Linked DNA regions of Mus musculus: region 2 is linked to region 1. Evidence: chromatin contacts called from public promoter capture Hi-C data. All regions are on one chromosome and are shown on one strand. Each heading gives the region's core, a stretch centred on a gene start, on an enhancer-like site or on the middle of the called end of the contact. The rest is flanking DNA. Distances are from core to core; before and after follow the strand shown. Region 1 overlaps Tmem117 (transmembrane protein 117). Region 2 holds the start of Dbx2 (developing brain homeobox 2).

Region 1 (2,812 bases), core at 5-2,504:
GGCTGGTGGCCCCACATTCTATATAAAAGCAGTCTAGGCAAACCATAGGGAGCAAACCAGTAAGCAGCACCCTCCATGGCTTCTGAGTCAGCTCCTGCCTCCAGGTTCCTGCCCTGTGTGAGTTTCTGCCTTGCCTGTCTTCAATGATGAGCTGCGATGTGATAGAGGAAGTGAAGTAAACCTTCTCAAGTGGCTTTTGGCCACAGTGTTTCATCAGAGCAATAGAAACCCTAAGTAAGACAGGTTGGGAGTGAGACATGAGAAGTTGTATTGGTAAAAGATCCTGCACAGGGTGAAGAGTGAAATGACATGCGTGGAGGTACAGCCAGGCACCAGGAAGGACGTCCAACTCAAACCGTGCTTTGTGGGACAGAGTTTGCCCAGAGGTCTCATAGCTAGGATCTGGGGGTTTTAATAGAGCTTCTTTAAGAGTTTGAGACCAGGTCACAACCCTGGATATTTTTCTTTGACAATTTCAGAGTCTTACATCTCTGGATTGTCCCTCCTAGTGTCTTGTAGAATTTCCCAGTTGGTTAGTGACATCTCGCCTCAGCTCCTGTGTACATTGATATCCCTGAACTTTTCCTGTGAACCAAAATTGTGTTAACACACCTTTCAATTAATATAACCAATGCCTCTAAGGGTGTAGCCTGCTCTGCAGTACAGGGGTGGGGGGGTTGGAATGGGAGAGTTGGTGGGGCTGCAGCCACTCCAGTGAGGTTTTGCTTTAGCATGGTAGGTGCACGCTTTCTGCCATTGGACTAGCTATCTCTTGGGGGGTGGGGTGGGCTGGGGAGGAGAAACACACAAAGAAAAAGGAGAGTAGCACCTATCTGCACCAGAAAGAGAGAGGTTTGCAGCCACAGCATGGTTGTGGACGCCCGACTCACCAGCAAGGAAGACGCCACAACAGGATTCTTCTGCACACGTTTATTGGGAGAGCTTGATAGCAAAGGCGAAAGACCCCGAGCCCCAGAACTGGCGCTGCTTATATAGGCCTAGGAGTGGCGTGTCTATACCTGATTGGTTGTGCTTTCAGTACCTCATTTACATTCCCCGGGATGGGCTGTGGCTTGGGCGAAACCCTTATGCACATGTGCACATTGGTTGTTTACCCGAACTTACGGGCATGGCCAGCCAGCGCCATCTTGTAACGGTGTATGTGGCTTCCCACACATGGTGGTGTGCATTGTATTGAAGAATAGTGCACTGTTTATACACAGGACCCAGCCTTATAAAAGGCAGGAATGAAGAGAGATGTGCTCCAAAGTCCAGGCCTACATCTTAACGATTAGAGAATTGAGCAGGAAGCAAAAGTCTGCTAGGATGCTTATTGTTTGGATACTTCACCCCCGCCCCCCCCCTTTAAATTTTATATCCTGATTGCTGCCTGTCTCCCCTGGTCCTTCCCTCAGTCCCTCCCCCATATCCCTTTCTTCTCTTCTAAGAGGGTGGAGATCCCTCTGGGTATCCCCCCCCGACCCCACCTAGGCACATCAAGTCTCTGCAAGGCTAGGTGTAACCTCTCCCATTGAGGTCAGATAAGACAGCCCAATTAGGGGCACAGGATCCACAGGCATTCAACAGATTTAGGGATAGCTTCTACTACAGTTGGGGGACCCACAGGAAGACTGAGTTGCATATGTGAGGGTCCAGCCCCATGTATGTTCTTTGGTTGGTGGTTCAATCTCTGAGAGCTCCCAAGGGTCCAGTTTAGTTAACTTGTTGATCTTTCTGTGGAGTTCCTATCTCCTTTGGGACTTCAATCCTTTCCCTAACTTCCATCAGAGCCCCCAAGCTCTGTCCACTGTTTGGCTGTGGGTGTCTGCATCTGTTTCAGTCAGCTGCTGGGTGGAACCTCTCAGAGGACAGCCATGCTGGGTTCTTGTCTGCAAGCATAGGAGAGAATCATTAATAGTGATAGGGATTGGTGCTTGTTCATGGGGTGGGTCTCAAGTTGGGCGTGTTATTGGTTGGCCAGCCCCTCAGTCTCTGCTCCATCCCATGCCCCTGCATTTCTTGTAGACAGGTTAAATTTGGGTTGAAAGTTTTGTGGGTGGGTTGGTGTCCCTATTGCTCCAACGGGGTTCTTGCCTTTCTACATCAGGTGGCCTCTTTAGGTTCCATATCCCCACTGCTGTGAGTCTCAGCTAAGGTCATTTCCATTGATTCCTGGGAGACTCCGTGATCCCAGGTCTCTAGCATGTGAGGTGTCTCCTTCCCCCTACCTCCCCACCAGCTTCAGATTTCTGTTAATTCTCCTGGCCCCCTGACCCTCTCTTCCCCTCTCCTGTCCCTCCCTACAATTGATCTTGCACCCCATTTCCCTTACCGTCCCCCCTCTACTCAGTTCCCGCCCTCCATCTGCCTCCTATGGCTAAATTGCCCCCCCCCCCTTCTAAGTGAGATTCTAGCTTCCTTGCCTGGGCATTCCTTCTTGTTTAGCTTCTTTGGGTCTGCGGAGTGTAGCATGGTTATCCCGTATTTTATGGCTAATATTCACTTATAAGTGAGTATATGCCATGTATGATCTTTTGGGTCTGGCTTACCTCACTCAGGATGATAATCTCAAGTTCTGCAAAATTCATGATTTATTTGTTTTTAATGGCTGAGTAGTGTTCCATTGTGTAGGTGTGCCACATTTTTCCTATCTATTCTTCAGTTGAGGGATATTTAGGTTGTTTCCATTTCTGGCTATTATGAATAAAGCTGCTATGAACATAGCACATCGTTATAAACTATGAACATAGTTGAGCAAGTATTCCTGTGATATAATGGGGCATCTTTTGGGTATAGGCCCAGGAGTGGCGTA
Region 2 (2,700 bases), core at 154-2,653, 930 kb after region 1:
TTCCTCCCAGTTCTACTAGTTAGGTTTTCTTCAGTACGCATATAAATAAACCCAAAGTGCCCTTCTTTCGGTAAATTCCTATTTATATGTGAACTTCCTCATTTAGTTATCAATTCAACATTTGTCAGCTATCTCAGCCTGATGCAAGCGTAGGCCTTGATTACTTTACACCTTAGTGTACACCAAACTGTGAAAGCAAGGAAAGTCCAAAGTTTGCGCAACTCTTTTTCAAATCATTAGAGCCCTATCAAACCAGCGGCGAGGTCTCCGCCAGCAAAGTCCGCAGCACCACCCTGCCAGCAACTTTCCCGCAGAAGAGAGGATGCTAACTTTGGAAACAGGAGCCAGTCAGCTAGAAACCTCAAATCCCCCACCCCCTACCCCCCACCCACCACCCCCCAGCTAACCCGCTGTGATCAAACTGCCCAGGTAGCCCAGTCAACCTGTTGAGGGAGGATGCTAGGAAGGAGTGCGGGATGGGATGGGGTGGAGAGGAAAGGAATCAGAACTAGTGTCCAGAAACGGCATCTGCACCCCAGTTCAGTCCTCTGCAGTGGGCCACCCAGGTCAGCACTCGTGCTGTGAGGGGCTCACAGGTGGGGACTGTGCTGGCAACAGGGCTCTCTCTGGACTGAGGACCACCTGAAAGCAAGGCTTCCCTGGGCTGAGGCTTTCCCAGACTGAGGATCCCCTAGACTGAAGTTCGCCTGGGCTGCGCCTCCTCTAGATCAGATCGAGGCTCCCCAGGGCTAAGGCTTCCCTGGACTGAAGTTCCCCTGGTTCAGGGCTCCCCTGAACTGAGGCTCCCCTTGGTCCAGGTTCTCCAGAACTAAGGGTCTCCTGGGCCGAGGTTCCCCTCGACCAAAGCTCACCTGGGGCTGAGGGCTGGAAGGCACTGTCCCGCTCCCCCGGAGCCCGGCCAGGGGGCATCTGGAAGGCCCAGCGCACACCAAAGGGTCCGGCCGGGCACAGCTTGAGCGGCACTGGGCTGGCAGGCAGTGGCCGCAGCTGCGGACACTCAGGACCGGGCGCTGGGCGTGGGGGCGGGGGTGCGTGCGTGGGCCCGGCCCCTGCGCGCAGCAAGTTCTCGATCAGGAAACTCTTGCCCAGACTGCCAAAGCCGGGCGCAGGAAGGCCGAAGAGTGCTGAGGACGCCACCACATCCCAGTAGGCTCCGGCCTGGGCGGCCACAGCGCTGGGCAGCATGGTGCGCGCCCGCTGCCCGGGGAGCCGTGGAGAGCGAGTGCGAAGGGACAGGGACAGGGCGCGGACAGGATCGGGGCTGAGGGGTGAGTCCTTGGCCCTCAGCGGCTCCTCTGGCAGCGTCCGGGAACGGTCTGCAGATCCGGACAGGGTTTTCAGGACTGGGATGGAAGGTGTGTCCGGCCCATCCATTCATGTCATCCTGCCCACAAAGTGACAGATGCGGCCAACAATGAAGGCAATGAGAGTCTGGGCTCCAGCGAGGGGAGGGGACTCTTGCTGAGGAGGTGGGCGTGGAGGGGACGGAAAAGGGGCGCTGCCACTCTGCCTGCCAAGCCTTGACCCTGCTGCTGGAGTCCTGGGCCCTCTGGTTTTGGTTATCATGAGCTCCAGGGTACATGTACTTGGTCGCTGAAGCGTGGTTGTCATCAGGGAGACTCGAAAACGTTGATATTAGTACCAGTGATAACTCATTTTGCAGGTTTTATGGGCGCCTCTGTTTTAAGAAGAAAGGAAATGTGTTTTTCTTGGCTATTTGGCAAAACTCCGTTTCCAGTGAATCATCTCAGGTTTTATAAGATCTGTTTTAAGGATTCTGGAGGAAGGTGGCCACACCTGCAGTCTAGAAGAGATGATGTAATCGGTTTTGATCTAAAGAAGCAGCGCTTGGGGCTGAAGAGGTGGCTCAGTGGTTAGCTATGCTTGCTGCTCTTAATAGAGGACCTGAGTTCGCTTACAAGCACCCAGCTCACAACCCACTGAAACTCCAGCTCCACCGTATTAGATGTCTTCTTCTGGCATCCACAGGCACCTACAAGTGTGCATGCCTACAAAGGGACGTCTTTTCCTTCTTTCTTTCTTTTTCTTTTTCTTCTTTTTTTTTAATCTTATTCCCTAACTAATGCCAGTGGGAGACTGGGCAAACAAAAAGCATATTGGAGGGGTGGGGTAAAGAGGAAGGGAGAAAAAGGGAGAGGGCGAGGGGGAGGGAGGGGGAGGCAGGCCTTTAACTACAAGGCTTTAAAAACTTCCCATTTTGGAAACTATCGATGGAGTGTTAAAACTGTGATTCCAATTAACACTTACTCTCCTTCCCTAATTTAGACAGATTTATTTAGGATAAGACTTCATTAGAGTATCTGCAAAGTTGGAGTCAAATGTATAGTTCTACTCCTTGCCCCTAAAAATAAGTTGGGCTTGGTTTCCATTTACTTAAATGCCTATTTTGAGTTGCCGGGTTAGAAAGCTAAATGTCCTTCTTTGGGGGATCATCGAGATGGTTCAGTTGATAGAAGCAGTTGCCACCAAGCCGAGTGACCTAAGTTTGATCTCTAGAATCCACGTGGTTGGAGAGAACTGGCTTCCAAACATTGTCCTCTGGCTTCCTCACACACACCACCCACCCCACCCCCACCCACCACACACACCACACACACACACACACACACCACACACACCACAAGTACAATTTGTTGCTATTGTTTCAATTCATCTCAA

Evidence for each region. Promoter capture Hi-C pulls out the DNA fragments that hold promoters and counts their contacts.
Region 2: a promoter capture Hi-C map of embryonic stem cells shows a contact between it and region 1, with 8 times the contacts expected there. The contact joins the promoter of Dbx2 here to the enhancer-like site in region 1. A contact is called at or near these places in 13 of 39 promoter capture datasets (the C10 cell line, the HPC-7 cell line, cranial neural crest and 8 more), 11 of 115 datasets of contacts at active chromatin or transcription factors (astrocytes, differentiating embryonic stem cells, embryonic basal ganglia and 6 more) and 3 of 9 other capture datasets (embryonic stem cells, embryonic tail and embryonic trunk).

The regions. Positions count from the first base shown.
Region 1 is chr15:94,718,892-94,721,703 of GRCm38.p6, forward strand. The region is part of intron 3 of Tmem117 (transmembrane protein 117); the gene reads left to right. Among named protein-coding and RNA genes, the nearest start is that of Gm25546, 39 kb to the left of the region's middle. Within about 2 kb of position 1,255, at least 1 of the 459 cell types and tissues checked has an H3K27ac peak or open chromatin away from gene starts, as enhancers often do. A contact at or near this core is called in embryonic stem cells, where this site is marked.
Region 2 is chr15:95,653,368-95,656,067 of GRCm38.p6, forward strand. It overlaps Dbx2 (developing brain homeobox 2), which reads right to left and starts at 1,404. Exons shown (of 4, transcript NM_207533.2): 1 at 873-1,404. The coding sequence starts at 1,395. Gm31690 (predicted gene, 31690) reads left to right here and starts at 1,109. Exons shown (of 3, transcript NR_168499.1): 1 at 1,109-1,289.